3 separate regions of the Mus musculus genome follow, and regions 1 and 2 are each linked to region 3. A link is a contact called in public promoter capture Hi-C data. All regions are on one chromosome and are shown on one strand. Each heading gives the region's core, a stretch centred on a gene start, on an enhancer-like site or on the middle of the called end of the contact. The rest is flanking DNA. Distances are from core to core; before and after follow the strand shown. Region 1 holds the start of Lsp1 (lymphocyte specific 1). Region 2 holds the start of Tssc4 (tumor-suppressing subchromosomal transferable fragment 4). Region 3 holds the start of Echs1 (enoyl Coenzyme A hydratase, short chain, 1, mitochondrial).

Evidence for each region. Promoter capture Hi-C pulls out the DNA fragments that hold promoters and counts their contacts.
Region 1: a promoter capture Hi-C map of pre-B cells shows a contact between it and region 3, with 4 times the contacts expected there. The contact joins the promoter of Lsp1 here to the promoter of Echs1 in region 3.
Region 2: a contact with region 3 is called in a promoter capture Hi-C map of pre-B cells, with 8 times the contacts expected there. The contact joins the promoter of Tssc4 here to the promoter of Echs1 in region 3. A contact is called at or near these places in 1 of 39 promoter capture datasets (pre-B cells) and 1 of 115 datasets of contacts at active chromatin or transcription factors (astrocytes).

The regions. Positions count from the first base shown.
Region 1 is chr7:142,459,550-142,462,249 of GRCm38.p6, reverse strand. It overlaps Lsp1 (lymphocyte specific 1), which reads right to left and starts at 1,438. Exons shown (of 11, transcript NM_001136071.2): 1 at 1,284-1,438. The coding sequence starts at 1,351.
Region 2 is chr7:143,068,098-143,070,797 of GRCm38.p6, reverse strand. It overlaps Tssc4 (tumor-suppressing subchromosomal transferable fragment 4), which reads right to left and starts at 1,430. Exons shown (of 3, transcript NM_020285.2): 1 at 1,285-1,430; 2 at 948-1,043; 3 at 1-862. The coding sequence starts at 841.
Region 3 is chr7:140,115,170-140,117,869 of GRCm38.p6, reverse strand. It overlaps Echs1 (enoyl Coenzyme A hydratase, short chain, 1, mitochondrial), which reads left to right and starts at 1,449. Exons shown (of 8, transcript NM_053119.3): 1 at 1,449-1,563. The coding sequence starts at 1,476. It also overlaps a transcript of Paox not described here.

The DNA.
Region 1 (2,700 bases), core at 189-2,688, 2.3 Mb before region 3:
GCAGCTTGTGTCCTCATCCAGCCTGGGCAGAGTGTCCTTGGAGCCCTTCTTGGGATGTCACGATGCATGTCCCCCTTCCCAGGAGACAGACTTCATAGAGCCTTTCTGGGAACAACATGGCCCTGGAATCCCAAGGCTGGCACAAGGGTGCTGACCCAGACCAGGCCAGTCTCTGCTTAGCCTCAGACTCCTTTCCTAGCCTGAGGGTTCCTTGGACAACTTTCTAACCAGGGTCCAAATGCAAAGCAATAGTGTGGAGACCCCCCAACATGCACCCCTCAAAGTGAGGTTTCTTCCCATTATCATTGATAAGGATTGAGGAATTGCTGTTCCTGCCCAAGATCTGGCGTCCGGCTTGCGAACTGCAGAGACCCTGCAACCCCTGCTAAGGTGGGCCTTATCTCCTTGAGCCTGTGGCTGAACCCTAAGAGTCACACTCTCCCTGGCAGCCTGGCAGCTCCGGTAGCAATTTTATGTTTTACCTCTTTCTTCCCCTTCCTCTTACACACCTGGACCGCAGCCCCCACATCCTGCTCCCATGAGGCTGCTAGCCTCTGACCTGTCCCCAAGACCTGACACCCTCTTCTGAGACCTGTTCCTGGGACAGGGCAGGGCAGGCACCAATGGCCTGGCTTGGTCTCCATGTCTACCCACTAACAGCTTCCCTTCTCATTACCCCCACCCCCACCTTATGACCCAACACAGGAAAGACAGGGAACACCCTTCACATCCCTTTAAATTGCAGATGCCCTTAAGCAGCTGACAGCCTAAAGGCCTCTGCCCAGCCCTGTCTGTTGCAGGGCAGTGGCCCCCTTTACCTTTGCCAATGTTCATTCCCATACCCACTGTACTTAACAACAGTGCCTGGTCCATAAGACACCATTGACCTTCTCTATCCTCACATAGCAGCTTTGGGAACCCCTGAGGCCTGGTCACCTCTCAGTATCTTAAGGCAGGCCAGACCCCTCAGACAAGCCTATAGGTGCATGAGGTCAGGATTCCTAGGCCTAGTTTCTCCCAACACAGCTACTGCTCTCTCCTGCTGTTCAGGCCATATCCAGCCACTCCCAGTCCCTTCCACACCAAGCATCCATCTTCTCTATTCTGGCTATGAACCCTAGCCAGGAAGATAGCCTTTCCCAGTTAGGCCAAGCTGCAGAGGGAGATAGAGGAGATACACACCTCTCTGGTAAGAGAGGGTTTCTGAAGGCTATCTAAGTCCTATCTGAGATTCTGCCTACTCAGCACTTGGCACAAAGCAAACTGCCCATAGTGGAACTCACCCTTCGCTGTCTTCTGCATGGAGCTCTTCCTGTTCCTCGCATCTGGGATCGATGGCAGCCTCCGCCATGGGCCTGGTGTCTTCGGTGTGGGTGCACTTGTTATGGCTCCTGGTGTTTCTCTGTAGATGGGCGGTGGCCTAGAGCCTCAGCCCCCCACCCTTCCCGCCCCAGGTTTCACTTCCTCCTTCCTGTAGCAGGTTGAGGTTTGAAACCTATGGGGCTTGGGTTTTTTTTTTTTTTTTCCTATGTTGCTGCAACAGAAGAAGAGTTAAAACAAAACAAAACAAAACAAAAAAACAAAAAACCAAAAACCAACTAAACCCAAACCACTCATCAGGAAGTGTTGAGCAAGCAAGCTATAGCCTCCTGGAATGACAGAAAAGGGCTGAGGGTAGAGGTGAGTAAGGCTACTCCTTGCAACTCTGGTCCATAGACCTGAGAGTAGCTATGTCTCCCACAATGTCCAGAATTCATGGTCCCTTTAGTGTCCGTGGACTGCTTTCAATTGCTTTGCATGGAAATCTTCTGTGCTTCCAAGTGTGCTCAATGAACATGGTGGAACTAGTTCTTGATGCTTCAAGGTCATGGCCTTGGACACTCTTAGTTAGCCTTTGCTCCCCAGCCATGTCCAGGGTCCCACATGTGGTGCTCCCCTAGTCTGTGGTTCTAGAGCTTGTCTCTATCTGTCTCCATTCCTAGCTGCTGGACGCTCTTGTCTCCCTGCTCCATCAGCTCTCTCTAATCCTGCCTCTGTGCTCTGGGCATTTGGAACCAGTCGAAGAGTCGGTTGATGTTCCCAGCTATGCTGGGGTGGGTCATGGGTTCTCCTGAGAGGCAGCACCAGAGGAAGGACTGAGGCTTTTGGGAGGGAACCAAAGGGACTATAAAGGAATGATGGGGAATGTGATAGCCAGATCCCAAAGTCCCGGGACTTGGGCTAAAGTGTCACTGGGCCAAGTTGAGGCAGCCACAACATGGTAGAGACTCTCTCTTTGAAGCTTGCTGACCCAAGAGATAGAAAGAAAGGAGCCAGTGCCCTATTTCCCAGCACTGGGCAATGAGTGACCTCGGAAATCTCACTATGAGGTCTTACAGGAGAAGTGCAGAAAGGCAAGAGAGCCTTAGGGTGTTGGGAAACTTAGTAGAAGCTGTAGAGTATCATCTAGAGGTAGACCTGTGTTTGCAAGCCTGCCTGACTGCAGGGAGCCCTTTCTTATCCACATGGTCCAGTGGAGGCAAAGCCTTGCTTACTCTATCCCAGTCCTGAGGAGGGGGCAACAGGAAGAGTGAGTATTGTTCAGCAGACTGGGCAGGACACCTGCCTGCTTTTTCTTCAGCCTCCTCTCTCTCTCCTTTTGCACTTTGCTTCCTTGGGACCCTCCTAAGTGCTCTGTTGATAAGTGGCTGGGAATGCATT
Region 2 (2,700 bases), core at 181-2,680, 3.0 Mb before region 3:
TGGGGCCTGATGAGGACTCAGGATGGGCAGCTTCTGAAGGTACCACCACCTCTGGCTGTCCCTGGTGGCCACTCCATTCCTCAGCCTCAGGTCCAGCGAGATGGGCTAGCTCCACAGCGGCCTCACCCCCCGCACCTGACCCAACCCCCTTCTTTAGGACCCTCTTCCTCTCAGCCCTAGCCTCACTGTCCCTCACTGGTTTGGTGAAGACCACTCTTCCCTCCCCACAGCTAGAGGGGTCCTGGTTGAAAGAAGGCACATAGTCTGTGTGGGACACCTGGCTTCGAGAGCTCAGGAAGGCCAGGGCAGCATCACGATTGCTCTGCTCACTGGCTTCAGACACATCCTCCAGACTGTATTTGGTCCAACGCTCAGGGTGTGACACATAGTCAGGGACTGGGAGTACCCTAGTCGGGCCAGTGTTCCCATGCACTCTGCTCAGGCCCCTTGCTGGAGTCTGACTTGGGGGAGTCACGGGCCGCCTGAAGCTGCCATTGTCACTCACACTGGTTTGGGGAGCAGAGCACGGTGCCTGCCGGGCTGCACTCTCCAGACAATCAAAGATGCTGTGGCTGCGCTGGGAGAAGGTAGAACTCATGCCTCGGAGGTGGAATGGCTGCACTGCAGTGGTGAGGGTGCCCGTGGGGGGCGATGGAGGGTCCTCAGGGCCGGAGTCCTCCTGGCCCTCCTCCGAAAGCCTCTCTGGGGACAACACTTGGACCTCCACACCACTAGGTAAGCTAAGGTCCGAGTCCGAGTCGCTGAGGGAGACGGTGTCAGAAGGCAGGGTGTCATCCTCGGTGGGTTCATCAGCCTCCAGGCCAGCCTCTGTCTCCGCCATACGACCTGACACCCGTCCCACCTGTAGCGAAGCAGTCCCAGTTCCGCCGTGAGGGGTGTATTTAAGGCCTCATCCCTCCCCGTCCTCCCAGGCTCCCGTCTTTCACCTCCACTATGTGTCAAGTGCCTCTACTCACAGCCGGACGGGAGGCCTCGCGAAGCTGGGTGGTTAAAGGGTATCCTAGCGCGCACAGATACAGGAGCTGCAGGTTAGGTGGGGTTAAGGAGAGAGTCAACCATGAGATCATAACAGTGTGGACATACAATAGATGAGCACTGGGAGATGCTGGTGACAGGAGATCTCCATCAGCTGCTTGTCCCATCACGGGCTCTCAGTAAAGCGCAGCCTCTCTAGGTACAAGCGCCACCCGGGTCCGGACGAAGGGCTGGCAGAAACAGGCACGGGAATGCCCTGGCCGCGGCCTTAGGGAGGCCAGTGCTCACCGTTCCAGCGTCCGTACACGCCTCAATACCCTGCCGCCTTTCTCGCAGCGTCCCGCCAGTTCCCCGGGATTCGGTCCTGTCCAGTCTCGCTCGGGTTCCTGGGAAACCGAGTCTCGGGCGATCAGATTTTCGTGGCTTCAGCGCCCGAGAAACTACAACTCCCAGAAGGCAATGGGTTCCCGCCTAATGTCAGCCGGGACTTGTAACCTTAACAAGCGTGCCAACCCGGAGCGCACACGGAAACCCACCCAGAAATGACGAAAAAGGAAAAGGCGGAGCCACGGTTCCCACAATACTCCAGGGCTAACTGCCAATCGCAAAGGGTTGAGGCCTGCAGCTTCGCCTGTCGGAAGCCGTCCCGGCCGGGTCCGACACAAGGAGGAAGTGCGTCACCACGCACTGTGAGCGCCAACCAGTTTCCTAGACATTTCCGGCCCTGGGCGGAAGTGGTGTGGGTCTTGTGCTTTGTTGGCTTTCTGGAGTGAGGCGGGGCCAAGGTCCTGGTTGGCTCTTGGCATGAAGAGACGTAGTGGTCCCTGGGGTGGGTTGGTTGGGGCTTCAGAGATTCGAAGCCGCTATCCTGGGCTCTGCCTGTCTGTGCTTCCTGACGCAGGAACGGACACTTTAGTTGCAGGACGCCGCCCCTACTAGTCAAGGCCACACATAATCCTCCTCCAGGCGTGGGGCTGTTTTCTTGTATCCTTAGGGATCAGAGTCTGAGACACCATGGGGCTGCTGCATGCGCCTCTCCTTTCCTATGTTTCTGAAGCTGTGCAGCAGGCCTCCAACAGCTTTGGCCTGGTGCCCATGGACCTCATAACATAGGATATAAAGGGCTCCTCAGACCAGAAACCAACCAAGCACGGAACAGGTTGCATAGGCGTGGGAGGTAGAGGTGGCGGAGACCTAGAATGTCCTAGTACAAGCTTGGGGTTCACCGACAAATAAGCCTACTGGGAGGCTGCTAGAAGCTGGGCCATGAATCTTGGCTAGGGCGTCTCTCCTCTAGTGGCCAATTAACTATGCCAGCAGCCTGGGGGAGGGGCGCAGACAGGAGACAAAGGGAAAGAGACAGTGGTGGTTGCCCCTGGCGTCCGGGAGGTTGCTTAGCCTGATCCTCAGTTCACAGGGGTAAGTGAACTGCCATCTTGCCTTTTACTTATTGAGACACAAGCCAGAGCCACCCAGCTCCGTGGAATCTTTTCTTGAGATGGATGGGGTAATGGGCTAACCTTTACTGTCTTGTCCCTGAAAAGGAGGGTGTTCTTGCAGCTTATCTCCATCATTCTGTGCTGAATTTCCCTGCTTAGGTGGCTCCTCCTACCCGACTCAGCCTGACCTGTCATGTCCAACAGATGAGTGGAAATGAGGTCAAGGCTGGCGTAAAGTCAGCATTGAGCTCCCAGTATAAGGAGG
Region 3 (2,700 bases), core at 200-2,699:
GAATATTAGGCACCTAACCTCAACACCAGTCCTGGGTTGTTAAATAAATTGTGTTTGAGACATTTCATTTTGGAACTACTGTCATGGTTGCTTAGCCTATGCTAACACAGAGACCTGGAGCAAAGGTTTGGTGGTGGTCTGTTTCTGTTTATATTCTATCTTAGTCTTGAAATAAAGTTTGCTGACTGTTCTATTCTGGTTTGGATTGTTTTCTTTAAAGTATTGAGAATCCAAACCTACTCCATCTTGGGACCAGCCTCTATCTAAAAGAAAAAAAAAAAAAAAGCCTGAGAACTTGACCTACAGAAGAACCCAGGTTGTACCCACGTACCAGGAAAGACCCCATGGCTTGTCCTTGGCCAGCGTTACTCTGTAGCTACTTCCTAACAACAGTAAAACAAAGACTAGCCTGATTGTTTCAGATGCACTTTCAGACCCTTTGTGACTGAATACAGTCGGCTTACAATAGACCTTCAGTTAGATACTTTCCAAGATGGACACCCCCTCTCTTACCTTCCATTTCTTGTAAAGCCCTGTCCAGATGAGAGTTCAAGGCTTCTCTGCCTTCCCTTCCTGTCCTGCTGTGTCAGGGTTGAGTTGGAGGAGAGGGCCCAAGCCTGAGCCTGTAATAGAGACCCTAATACTATTACATCGAAAAGGCTCCTTGGTGGACTTTTGGGGTTCACAAACTTCCCGGCATAACAGTATCAAGCTTGCTTTTGTCTGGAGATTCTGTCCTTTATCTCTATCCTAGGGTTTGCAGGACCAGGGCAAGAATACAAATGAAGGCCTGATAATACTTGCTAAATATTTTTAAGTTATAATTCAAGATAATTTACGTGAACAAAACATTGGCTTTCTTTTAAATTTATGTGAAATCTTCTCATCTTGTAAAATCACAGCTATTTCTAACCTGGTGTTATGAAGCTAGTCAGTTGTCATGTAAAGAATACCTCTGGAGCAGGGTATAATGGCTCATGCCTTTAATCCAAGCATTTGGAAGGCAGAGGCAAATGGATCTCTGTGAGATTGAGAAACAGCCTGGCCCATAAGGAGGGTTCCAGCCAACCAGGGCTATGAAGTAAGACCCTCACACAAAGCTAAACAAAACCGTCTTGCACTTTACCGCTTTATGCTTTATTACTGTATCTGTGATCGCGTCTTCCCGTAGTTTTTCCCCTGGTCAAGAACGAAAGCATACGGCCATCACAGGGGAAAGGGCACAGCCATGTCTCCCAGTCTGGCTTCGTAAACCGGGCACCCGCCAAGGGCACACCACCAAAGTGATGCAATTAACAGACTACTCCAAGAACCGCAGCCCAGCACCCCACGCTGCCCCACCCCGCCCTCTGTACCAGCCCGCTCAGGTCACGGGTCCACCCCTTAAGCTTCCGTCTTCATCCCGCCTGGGATCTGGGGCGGAGCGATTCTGCAGGCGGGGCGATTCTGTGGGCGGAACACATCGTCTCTCCGCCATGGCGGCCCTGCGTGCTCTGCTGCCCAGAGCCTGTAGCTCACTGTTGTCCTCAGTCCGCTGCCCAGAACTACGGCGCTTCGCCTCGGGTGAGTGCGGACACCGGCGGGGTGCGTCACCCCACCCACGTTGGGTGGTTTCTCCACCCATAACCTCTGGGTGGTCCCTAAACCCCGGCCTGCACGCATCCTCACTTGATCCTGGCCCTTCTCTCCTAACTCTAGATCTTTTGTCTGACCCCCTACTTCCACAAGCATGCACTCCCAACACTTGACTCTGAAGTACCTGGACCCTGGATTCGAGTACGCATCCCCACACTAAACCCAGATTTCCTGCAAGTGACCACTGACTCTAGCTTGGTGATCTTCCTTCTGAGCCTCCAACTCCAGCGCTCGACTGACCCCTTCCCAATTCCTTACCCCGTTCCCCGCTCCTCAGTCTGACCTTAGTCTCACCTTACAAGCCCAGCCAGATCCTAGCACCTCGAAGCCATGTCTAGTGGGAGGGCTCTGGGTGTAATAGCTTCTCAACGCTCGAACTTTTATGAGTGTCAGCTGGGAACATGCATGTTGGTTGTGAAATCCCATGTGTTTAGGTAGCTTTAAGAGAATGTGAAAGTAGGTTAAGTAAGACAGCCTGGGTATTGGGAAAGGTTTGTCCATAGTGCCTCCTGTCTAGTCTCTGCTGTTTCCACAGTCTCTCCTGATCGTGTCCTTCAAGCCACCCAATCAGCGTAGCCCATACCGACACACCCACTTTCCTTCCTAGCCAGCTGAATAGTTCCTCCCTTCCCACTCCTTGGCTCAACTCCTCTACAGACTTCTAGTACTCCACTGTGAATTTTTTTTTAATATTTTTTATTTAGTATTTTCCTCATTTACATTTCCAATGCTATCCCAAAAGTTCCCCATACCCTCCCCACCACTCCCCTACCCACCCACTCCCACTTTTTGGCCCTGGCGTTCCCCTGTACTGGGGCATATAAAGTTTGCAAGTCCAATGGGCCTCTTTCTGTTGATGGCCGACTAGGCCATCTTTTGATACATATGCGGCTAGAGTCAAGAGCTCCGGGGTACTGGTTAGCTCATAATGTTGTTCTACCTATAGGGTTGCACCTTTAGCTCCTTGGGTATTTTCTCTAGCTCCTCCATTGGGGGCCCTGTGATCCATCCAATAGCTGACTGTGAGCATCCACTTCTGTGTTCGCTAGGCCCCGGCATAGTCTC